Linked DNA regions of Capsicum annuum: region 2 is linked to region 1. Evidence: chromatin contacts called from public Hi-C data. All regions are on one chromosome and are shown on one strand. Each heading gives the region's core, a stretch centred on a gene start, on an enhancer-like site or on the middle of the called end of the contact. The rest is flanking DNA. Distances are from core to core; before and after follow the strand shown. Region 1 holds the start of LOC107867972 (DEAD-box ATP-dependent RNA helicase FANCM). Region 2 overlaps LOC107867972 (DEAD-box ATP-dependent RNA helicase FANCM).

Evidence for each region. Hi-C and Micro-C count contacts between places; a contact is called where the count stands out from the background.
Region 2: a contact with region 1 is called in a Hi-C map of leaf, with 2.4 times the contacts expected there. The contact joins the enhancer-like site here to the promoter of LOC107867972 in region 1. A contact is called at or near these places in 2 of 5 Hi-C or Micro-C datasets (both in leaf).

The regions. Positions count from the first base shown.
Region 1 is chr4:136,327,927-136,333,216 of UCD10Xv1.1, forward strand. LOC107867972 (DEAD-box ATP-dependent RNA helicase FANCM) reads left to right here and starts at 2,574. Exons shown (of 21, transcript XM_047411993.1): 1 at 2,574-2,731; 2 at 2,800-3,127. The coding sequence starts at 2,693.
Region 2 is chr4:136,376,560-136,381,849 of UCD10Xv1.1, forward strand. LOC107867972 (DEAD-box ATP-dependent RNA helicase FANCM) reads left to right here. Exons shown (of 21, transcript XM_047411993.1): 21 at 2,528-3,329. The coding sequence ends at 3,089. Among protein-coding and RNA genes, the nearest start is that of LOC107867972, 49 kb to the left of the region's middle. Within about 2 kb of position 3,217, at least 2 of the 5 cell types and tissues checked have an H3K27ac peak or open chromatin away from gene starts, as enhancers often do. A contact at or near this core is called in leaf, where this site is marked.

The DNA.
Region 1 (5,290 bases), core at 1,324-3,823:
TGGAGGTTAGCCTCTGCGATAAGGGCGTAGCATGGAGACTACCCTCCGCGACAAGGGCATGCCACGCTCCTATGTAAAAATCATTCAGTTTTTATTTTTTCCTCTTGGGGTGAGGAGCTTTTTGGTCTTTTTACCCCTTACATGACTTATAAATATAAAATAACTCACTTTCCTTCAGTTTTAAAAGATCAAACACTATTCTTCTTTTCTTTAACTCAAAATCCAAGAAAGCTTTAAGGTTTTACAAGAAATTCACTGCTCAAGCTTCAAACTTTAAATTCTCTTCAAATTATTCTATATTACAGGCATGTTGCTCATCCCTAACTTGTATTTTTATATTATGACATATATTTAATTATTATTTATGTGATTTTGATTGATGGATTTGAAATTGGATTGAAGGCTTTTGATTGTTATTACCTAAATTACTTGTCTCATATTTTCAATGGATTATTTATATTTTAATTGGTGGTTTTGAGACTGAATTGTTACATTGTTGTAATGGTTAGAATGGGGTACATGAGTTTCCCCAAATTAATGAAATTTGGGCTTGATAATTGCATTAACCTCAACCCACTTCGTAAATTTGATTTTGAATATGGATAATTGTATGGTTTAACTTGGATTTTGAACCCATTGCATTGCATTAAAGGATAAATGATTGAATATGATTTTTGATGGGTGGCTTTCGTTTCGTATTTTGAATGAAACTTGAGAGTCAGTTTGGTTATATAGGCTGGTTTGACATAATTGAATTAGCTTGCAAACATATTGGTATAATGATACATGTTGGTAAATGCCTTAATAAATGACTCCTAGGTTAATGGTTGGTTTATGTGCAATTATTATAATTTGGGCTTAAAGAAAATTATGTAACTCACTGTGAAGGTGTAGGTCCAGGGGGTTCAACACTAGAAATCACGTTTGCCGGCATTGACAGTTCATGTGATCGTGTACTTGATGCTCACTTTATATATATATATATATGTATTATTTTTTAGAGGGCTATAACCTTGATGTATTTAGCCTTTTCTCGATTTTTTCTCAGTTCGTGCAGCTAACACGCACTGGGTCCTTTCTAGCAGGGGGAGCTGGATCCATATATCCTATGGGTGCCTTTAGGCCGAAGCGAGCTATACAATTTAGGATAATGATTTAAACTCGTATGTTCATGACCCTTGTCCCTATCCCGATATCCTATATATGTATATATAAATGTTGTGCATATGGTGTTTGATTGGTTTTGGAATTGACATTATTTTATCCCTTTTTCCTAAGTCACATGCCAATGCTCGTTCCACTGACAGTCCCTGAATGCTACATCATTTCATGATGTAGGGTTCGAAGGGTATTCTGTTGCTCGTATGTAGTGTTAGGTGATTTGGTATTTCCTGTGAATCTGTTGTGAAGTGGTGAGCCTCTATTTTTCAAAATGCACTGTTATCTCAATGATTTCTTTATGGTCTTAGTATTTCATTTGGGATTCTTTTTGTCATAGTTGGGGGCATGTCCCAACTTAGTTAGAGGCTTTTGTGGACAAGTATTGGGTTGATCGTTTGTTTTGATTTTTAGAATCTTCTTTTGACTTATCTATCCTTCTCGTTGCTATTTTTGTTTACTTTCGCTGTTTATATTTATGTGCTCTTGAGGTAAGGCTAAGGGATGGTCTCCGACCTACGGTGGGTTTGAAATACCTGTCACGGTCAGACCTAGGGTCGAATCATGACAAAATGACCTATCTATGATGAATGTTCAGAACCAATAGCTTAATCTAATAGGTAAATCATCTGTTGTAATAGATGACTCATTTGTTGCAATAGCTAGGTCATCTGTTGCAATAAATGACTTACCTGTTGGATTGAGCGGCTTTAACATGAATTCAACAAGTAGATCATCTACTGCAACAACTAGGTCATCTGTTGCAATAAATGAGTTATCTGTTGGAAATACTTTAGCAGTTGTGGAAATAATCCAACAACTATTGTATTAGTATACAACAACTGTTGGATACACTAGTGAAAATTGTTGAAAAAACAACACATATATCAGAAAGAAATTAAATTAAAAATCATTAATTTTACTTATCAAAATCACGTACAAATAATGCCCATTGATATACGAACAAAATTAGCTCCAAAAATTTAGCCCAATAACAATGGTAGCGACAACAATAACAACAACAATAACAATAATAATTTAACGACAAATAACAATATATGATGGTGGAGATGAAGAAGAAAAAGAAAAGCAGCTGCAACAACAACAATAATAACAACAACAATGAAAGAAAAAAAGCGAAGAGAGTAAAAAGAGTTGAATTTTTCCCTTCTTTTTTAGTTTTAAAATTTTATTTAAGTGGATCAAAGTGTAAGTCTCAAAACTTGAGATATCAAATTTATTCTCTTAATCCTTAATGTAAAAATAGTTATACTTTTTTTAGTTTTAACATTTTATATAGATGGATCAAATGTAAAAATGTAAGTGTCAAAACTTGGAATATAAAATTTATTCCCTTAATGTTAATGTAAAAATAGTTACTCAATAATTAAAAATTAAGCCATGTAGACTCAATTTTAAAACTTGTGTTTTATTCAATGTACCAAGAGAACTTTTATTCAATTTTCTCCAGTTTTCCGTCATTCGAAGGACTTTTTACAAGTTTCCCTCCTTTGCTTCCTTCTCCAGTTCCCCAATGGCCACACCTCTCCACATACTTGACGACGACGATGATGTAAGCCGTCTATATGCTTTGTTTTCCCTTTGCTTTCTGCTTCTAACCCTCACTCTGTATTTGTACAGGAATTTGATTGGGACTTGGCTGTTAAAGAAATCGATGGTGCTCTCGAAGCAACAGCCATTTCCAACAGACCATCTTCTTCCAATCTTCTTTCTACTTCTCATTCAAATCATCAAATTAAGGAAATCCACAAATACTCTTTTCCTTCTTCTTCTAGACAATCTACACTTGATCAATTTATCCAAAATTCCACCAAGAATTCTGAGAAATCAACTCGAGAACAGCAAAATCGAAATGGGTTTGGAGAAAAGAACGAAAATGAATTTGACTCTTATGGGCCTAGTGATGTTAACATTGATCCGGAGGCTGCAAAAACTTGGACCTTCCCAGGTTTTTTTTCACTGTTTTTTCCTACTTCATCAATATCCTACTTCAAATTATCTGTTTTTACATACTAATGTTTCGTAGAAGTAAAAAATGTGATATAAACTTCAATTAAAGCTGAACGTGTCTGTACCTGACGCAAACATGTACCCTAATCAATGTAAACGTAGGATTTGTTGGGCTAAAACAACCCAAAGATACTCTTAACATAGTGTAATGATAAAAAATTTCCGGGCCCTTTGGTCCTGCCATTTAAGCTGTACCCTGTTTTAGTAAAATTATTTAACATGTACCTAGTTTTGGCAAATATCAAACAAAAACTGCTGAAGTATAATTTCTTGTATTCGTCTTCTTACTTTCTGTATAATAGTGCCTTTCATTTATATAGCAATTGAAGTATAATGCTTTGAAGAATTGAATTTTGAATTCCGTATATGAAACATGAGTTAAATCAAGTGGGTGTAGTTGGAAAAACTTGAAAACATTGGAAAATCACCATTGTTGCAAAATGAGTTTGTTAGATTTGTTGTTGTTTTGACAAATTAATTTTTAGGATTTGTTCTTTATGATATTTGGAACTATGTTTCAAATTTGAGCTCATTCTGAGTAGATTTAGGTATTGAATTGTTGAAATTCAAAGAACAAGTTGTTTCTAGGCAAAAAATTGTTCAGACAAAAATGACTGAACTTCAAGCATATGTTAAATTCGGGCAAAAAATGGCTGAACTTCAAGGTATTTGTTATGTAAGTTCCAGAAATAGAGGTTGAAGTTAGACTTTGACAAACTAAATTTCAGATGCGAATATCATGTTTCGAATCAAACTTTTGACAGACGAAACTTCAGACATTGCGTTTCAGAAGTTGGTTTACCCACTCAACTTCAGGCATTGCATGTTTGAAGCTGATTTAAAGTTGGTCCTGCAATCTATGCACTGCCTCCCTTGGGGTTATATCATCCGCTTTGGTCCAGGCCTGCATGGTTTTTCTCAAACCACCTAATAACATTTAGGACTTTATTCACAGACATTCAAAATCTCCCTCTTGAACGAAGTTCCACATGATCCATCACTGTTCATGGGCTAATTTGGAGATTAACTGTGTGCCACTCACATTATTCGAGTATTTATTACCTCCAAGCCCACAATCTTCTTCTTTGTCTGTTGTCTTCAAGGTAAAGGTAAAGGTGTAAACCGAACCATAGATAGACAAAGGAAATAAGTTGGACGCCATGCCGTCACTCCACCTTATTTTCCACCAAACCATTAGCTCTAATACCTTTTGATGGGGTAAAACAACCCGAAAATACAAGCCCACACGGTTTTCCCCTAAAGGCTTCATAGCATTACAACATCCAAAACCTCACAAATAGCTTCTTTTTCTTTGCTACTTTTCACCTCAGAGTTTATTTGTAAACACCCAACGGGTACAATAGTTACTTTAGTTGTTGATTAAACTTTTGTAGGAATTAATATATATGATTTTTTGTATCCTAAAGGGGATGATTGAGTGGTTGAGGTGTATAAGTACAACTTGAGATCCCATGTTCGAATCTCAACTACAATACTCATCAGTATCTTTTCCATCCTCGGTGAGCAATTTGACTTGATAACCGCGCATGTAGATGTAGTAGGCTGCCAAATGCATCAGCCGAGGCCCGTGTTTGTTGGTCAAACACCACCATTACAAAAAGAAAGAAGAATAAAAGAAAAACCCTGTGTTATATTTCAGTTGGTTAATTTATTGTTATCCTTATACATATAACATAACAACGGTGTGAAAAGGGAGAAGTTGATAGCTATGGGGAGGACTAGGGAAGCAGACATTATGTGGGATAAGATTGCCAATTACATTAGGGTAGTGACTGGGGAGGTGTTAGGCATCTCGAGAAGTCGATTGGGCAGGCGCTGAGGGAATTGATGGTGAAATTGAGAAGTTCAAGAGAAGGTAGAGGCAAATAAGATGGGTTACGCTAAGTCTGTTGGTGAAGAGTAAGGATGAGGAGGAGGAGCTGACAAATAGGGAGAAGTATAGGCTGGCTAGTAAGGAGGCAAATTTAGTAGTTACAGTAGCAAAACACCAACCTTTGAGCACTTGTATTTAGAATTGGAGGGCAAAAACAGGGATAAGATGTTATACAGTCTAGCCAAAGCGAGAGAGAGAAGGACCCCA
Region 2 (5,290 bases), core at 1,967-4,466, 49 kb after region 1:
TTGGAAAGTTCAGCATAATAGTTCAGGAGTTTGGCATGATTCATAGTGAAGCATCGTGTTTTATCAACATTCTGCTCCAAATCTATGTATTTATTTGGTGGTTTATGTTGATGATATTGTTATAATCGAAAATAATCAAGATGGTATCTTTAGTTTGAAACAACACCTCTTTTAGCATTTCCAATCTAAAGACCTAACAAAAGTATTTTCTAGGTATTGAAGTTGCTCAATCTAGATCAGGTATTGTTATTTCGCAACGCAAGTATGTCTTAGACATTCTTGAGGAGACACAAATGATGGGATGTAAACCCATTGACACTTCTATGGATTTGAATACTAAACTCGTGCCACTACACGGGGAGACATTCGTTGATCCTGGAAGATATAAGCGTCTGGTTGGTATGTTGAATTATCTCATAGTGATCGAGCCAGGCATTTCCTATCTTGGGACGTAGTTCGCATTTTGCGATATCTAAGTCAGCTTCATGTAAAAGATTACTCTTTGAGGATTGAGGTCATGAGCAGATCGTTAAGATATACAAACGTAAATTGGGCAGAATCACCTTGTGAGAGACATTATACATGGAGATATTCTGTTTTAGTAGGAGGTAATTTGGTGTCCAACAAAAGTAAGAAACAAAGTGTAGTTACTCGATCTAGTGCAAAAATAGAATATCGAGCATTGGCAGTAGCCACTTATGAGCTAGTTTGGATTAAATAGTTGTTAAGAGAACTAAAGTTTGAAGAAACCAGTCAAATGAAACTTGTGTGTGATAACCAAGCGGCTATTCATATCACATCAAATTAGGTATTTCATGAGAGGACTAGGCACATTGTGATTGATTGTCAATTTGTTAGAGAGAAGTACTTTCATGAGATATTGTTACAAAATTTGTAAAATTGAGTGATCATCCCGTAGATAGTTTCACCAGGTCCCGCACTCTCCTCGTATTAATTACATCTATAACAAGCTTGGTACATATGACCTATATGCACCAGCTTGAGTGAGAGTGTTAGAATTGGAGAAGGAACATGAATAGTATATAGAATCCTACTTGGAAAAGGCTTGTAATATAGTGTCCTATCTGAAAAAGGATTGGAATGTATTGTCTATCAGTAAGGTATTAGTGTAAAAATGTAATACAACGATTCAATAATATTATTCTCTTATATTTCTCACACATACCAAGATAAAGAAAATCAAAGAAAGAAAAGTTACATCACACAAACTTAGAAGAAACCTAATTTGCTTTTTCCAATGAAGGAGATAGCTCAAATGGCTAATGGATAAATAGGTTCAGAAATTAGTTATTGGTTGACAACCGGGTATCAACACATGGACTCCACATGTTCGTTTGGAGGTGGCTGGAGAGTTCCGTTAGGTGCGGGCAGTTGTGATTTGAAGTGCATTTAAATCCAATAATTCAAAAGAAGGGTAAATATAAACAATTTCTTAAGTGTAGGGGTAAAAGTAACATTTTTTCGTAAGCTTAATTGTATCCACTTTCGTGGTAACCAAAGAAAGGGAAAAGATCAATCTATTTCGGATGGCGCACATGGGTTTTGTCATTCATGCGAAGTGCTTTAAATGTTGTAAACACTATATATATATATATATATATATATATATATATATATATATATATATTACACTTTTTAAAGTATGGGGCAGAGTGGTTAGACAAGTTCTACAGAATGGTGGTCAGACCGGCTTTGTTGTATGGGACAGAGTGTTAGCATGTTAAGAAATCTCATATCAAAAAGATAAAGATGGCGGAGATGAGAATACTTCGGTAGGCTTGCGGGTGTACTAGGAAAGATAGGATTAGAAATGAGGTTGTTCGAGATAAGGCGAGAGTGACTTCGATGGATGCCACCATGAAGGAAGTGAGGTTGAGATGGTTCAGACATGTGATGAGGAGGGGCACGGATGCCCCAGTGTGGAGGTGTGAGATGTTGGCTAGGGAGGGATTCTGGCGAGGTAGAGGTAGACCGAAGAAATATTGGAAGGAGGTGATTAGACATGACATGGAGCAGCTTCAGTTTACCGAGGACATGACCCTAAATAGAAAGTTGTGGAGGAGGCGGATTTGGGTAGAAGATTAGTATTATTTTGGAATGTTGTATCGTTTGTTATATTACTTGGTGAATCTTGTCTATGGTATTATTGAGTGTGGTAATTTCTATTGTATCTTGTCCTTTTACTATTCCTTGTTTAGATTGTTTTGAACTGGGGGTTTATCGGAAACAACTTCTCTGTCTCACCTCTGAACCCTCCACAGACCCCACTTGGTGGGAATATATTGGGTATGCTGTTATATTTTGCAGCACTTTCTTGAATGTTATTGCGAATTGCTTCAGGAATGAGGGTGCTTGTTATTGACAATGTGCCAATTTTATGAGGGAGATAGATGTCCTTTCAGATATACTTTTATGTTAATTAAATTAGCATGTCAAGTCATAGATCAACTGATGATCATGACTTCATTCCCTTGGATTTTGGACCTAAGCCAATCTTTAATCACAGGCGTTCATTGCTCACTCAGTCACCAATTCTAAACCATTCAACTGCTCCTGATTCTGAGGTTCCAGCTAGCAGAGTCGATGAAAGCAAGAGCTCATCTGGAACAGCAGATTATCACACACCTCAAACTGACCCGAAGTCGACAACGAGAGATTCCTCATGTTTTCAGCGAAGTATTGATAAAATCTCACCAGAAGCCATGCCATGCTCAACTACTTTCTCTTTGAGAGAAAACGACAGCAATTTAGGGAGTCGGAAAAGAAAGTTGAGCTATTATCAAGCAACTTCACTGCCAGTTCTCAATTTACAAAATGAATTCTCTCGTCATTCTACAGCTTCTGGTGGAAACTTGCATCTTTTGGAAGAAGCAGCACAGAATGTAGTTGGTGATCCATTTGATGATGACCTGTTCTATGAAAGTATCGATTTTGATGCAGTGGAAGAAGAGGCTGCTAGAATGCTTAGAAACAAATCAGAGATCGTGGTTCAGAAGACAGTGACTTCAAGACCTATTACTCAAATTCCTGATGATGGAAACGCTCCTTCATTTGATCTGGGAATTTAATCTAGCTGTCTCAACTGTCAAGTTTTGTATCACAGCCTGAATGATCAGTTAGTAAATGAAAAAAATAATAATTTAATCTGTCCAGAATAGGATAGTTGTATTTATCATTTAATAGGTTACAGGAAAATCCATCTTGATGGAATTGAGGCGTATGTATCTGCTAGGAAAACATTTGATTTTTGCTGTATATAATTTCAAAATTTTTGTTTCACTAGTCCAATTGAAGTGTGGCTTTTGTTATTCCCCGTGTTTTCTCTTGATGTTTTGTTTTTCTTGTTTGTCGCAAGGAGCTTAATGTTTGAAGCACTTCTACATTGTTCCTGTTCTTTTCCCTTAATTAACAATCAAGTGGCTGCATTTTATTTAATTATATTTTATCAGATTTTTTTAGTCCGTTTTGTTTCCCCACCTTATGATTTTTGTATGGACTACATGTACTCGACCTAAACTTCATAAGTGCAAGATCAAAAACCTCATTAGACAACTCAACACCTCTTCTGCATTCCTTTTTACTGATTCAGGAGTACATTTGCTGATGCTTCTATTAGCAGTGGCTTCACTAGGAAATTTGTGCTAAAGACAATAGCATTAGTCAGCTAACAATGGCATAATCTCCTCCAATACTGTTAAGATTATAAATTGCTGATAGAATTTGGGGCATTGATTGTCCATTCAATCAACCTTTTACCAATGTCTACATCTTTCCTATGATTCATCAAATGGGTATATGTTGATTTACGAAGCTACTTAATGACCTGACATCCATTTTAAGTTTAGGAGCGGATATTAAAATCCACTATGCTTCAGATCATTTGCCACCACTGTGTGTTGGGTCTGGATTAAAAAAAAGGGTAACTTACATATAAAATTTCGATTATTTTGTTAATTACATTTTATTCCGATTTATGAAATGGTGATACATATGTTATACGGTGATACATATAAAAAATTGATACATTTGAAACTGACAAAGATATTTATTTAAGGAAATAATAAATTCTCTTTTATTCTGTGGAGCAATTCACGCATAATCAGTTATACAATGAAATCATAAGATTCAAAGATTTTTCCCTCATAATTTTTGTACCAATTGAAAGTCAAATAAATAAAAAGAAAGTGAGCACGTATTTCTTTTCTTTTTGTGGGCTTCCTCGTATTATTATTCTAAGGGTAACTTACATAAATTCTGAATCTTTAAGTGATATTACATAAAATTTCGATTATCTTATTAATTACATTTTATTTCGATTTTTGAAATAGTGATACATATGTTATAAGTTGATACATATAAAAAATGATACATTTGAAACTGACAAAGATATTTATTTAAGAAAATAATAGATTCTCTTTTATTCATTGTATTCTTTTATTTAAGGAAAGATATCTAATTTTTCTCTTTTTAGATTTAATTTAGGTGTTTTAATTATGTTTCTCTTTTTTAAAGAAATAATAGATTCTTTTTTATTCATTGTATTCTTTTATTTAAGGAAAAATATCTAATTTTTCTCTTTTTCTAGATTTAATTTAGGTGTTTTAATTATGTTTCTCTTTTTTCGTCTTTAGTTATGAAAGATACGTTTTTTCGTCTTTTTCCTCCTTTTTCGCCTTTAATTTTGTCTTTAATTTTAGTCTACATTTTTTAGATTTAATTTTAATTATGTTTCAATTATGCTTTTAGTCTTTTTTTTTAAAACTATTATTATTTTTGTTTCCTACACTGACTACACCATTACCTTTCATTAATAACATATGAATCACCCAATAATTGAAATAAATAATTATATCTACCATATAAATCACCATAATACCATATAACCATATATATGAATTCACCCAATAATTAAAATAACTAATTGTATCTACCATATGAATCACCATAATACCATATATATCACCCATTAATATCATATGAACCACCGAATAATTAAAATAAATAATTGTATCTATCATATGAATCACCATAATACCATATATATGAATCGCCCAATAATTGAAATAAATAATTGTATCTGTCATATGAATCACTATAATATAGTACCATATATATCACCCATTAATATCATATGAATAGCCCAATAATTCAAATAAATAATTGTATCTATCATATAAATCATCATAATACAATATGCCTGTTAAAATCATAAAAAATGTATCTACCATATGAATCACTATAATACCATATATATGAATCACCCAATAAT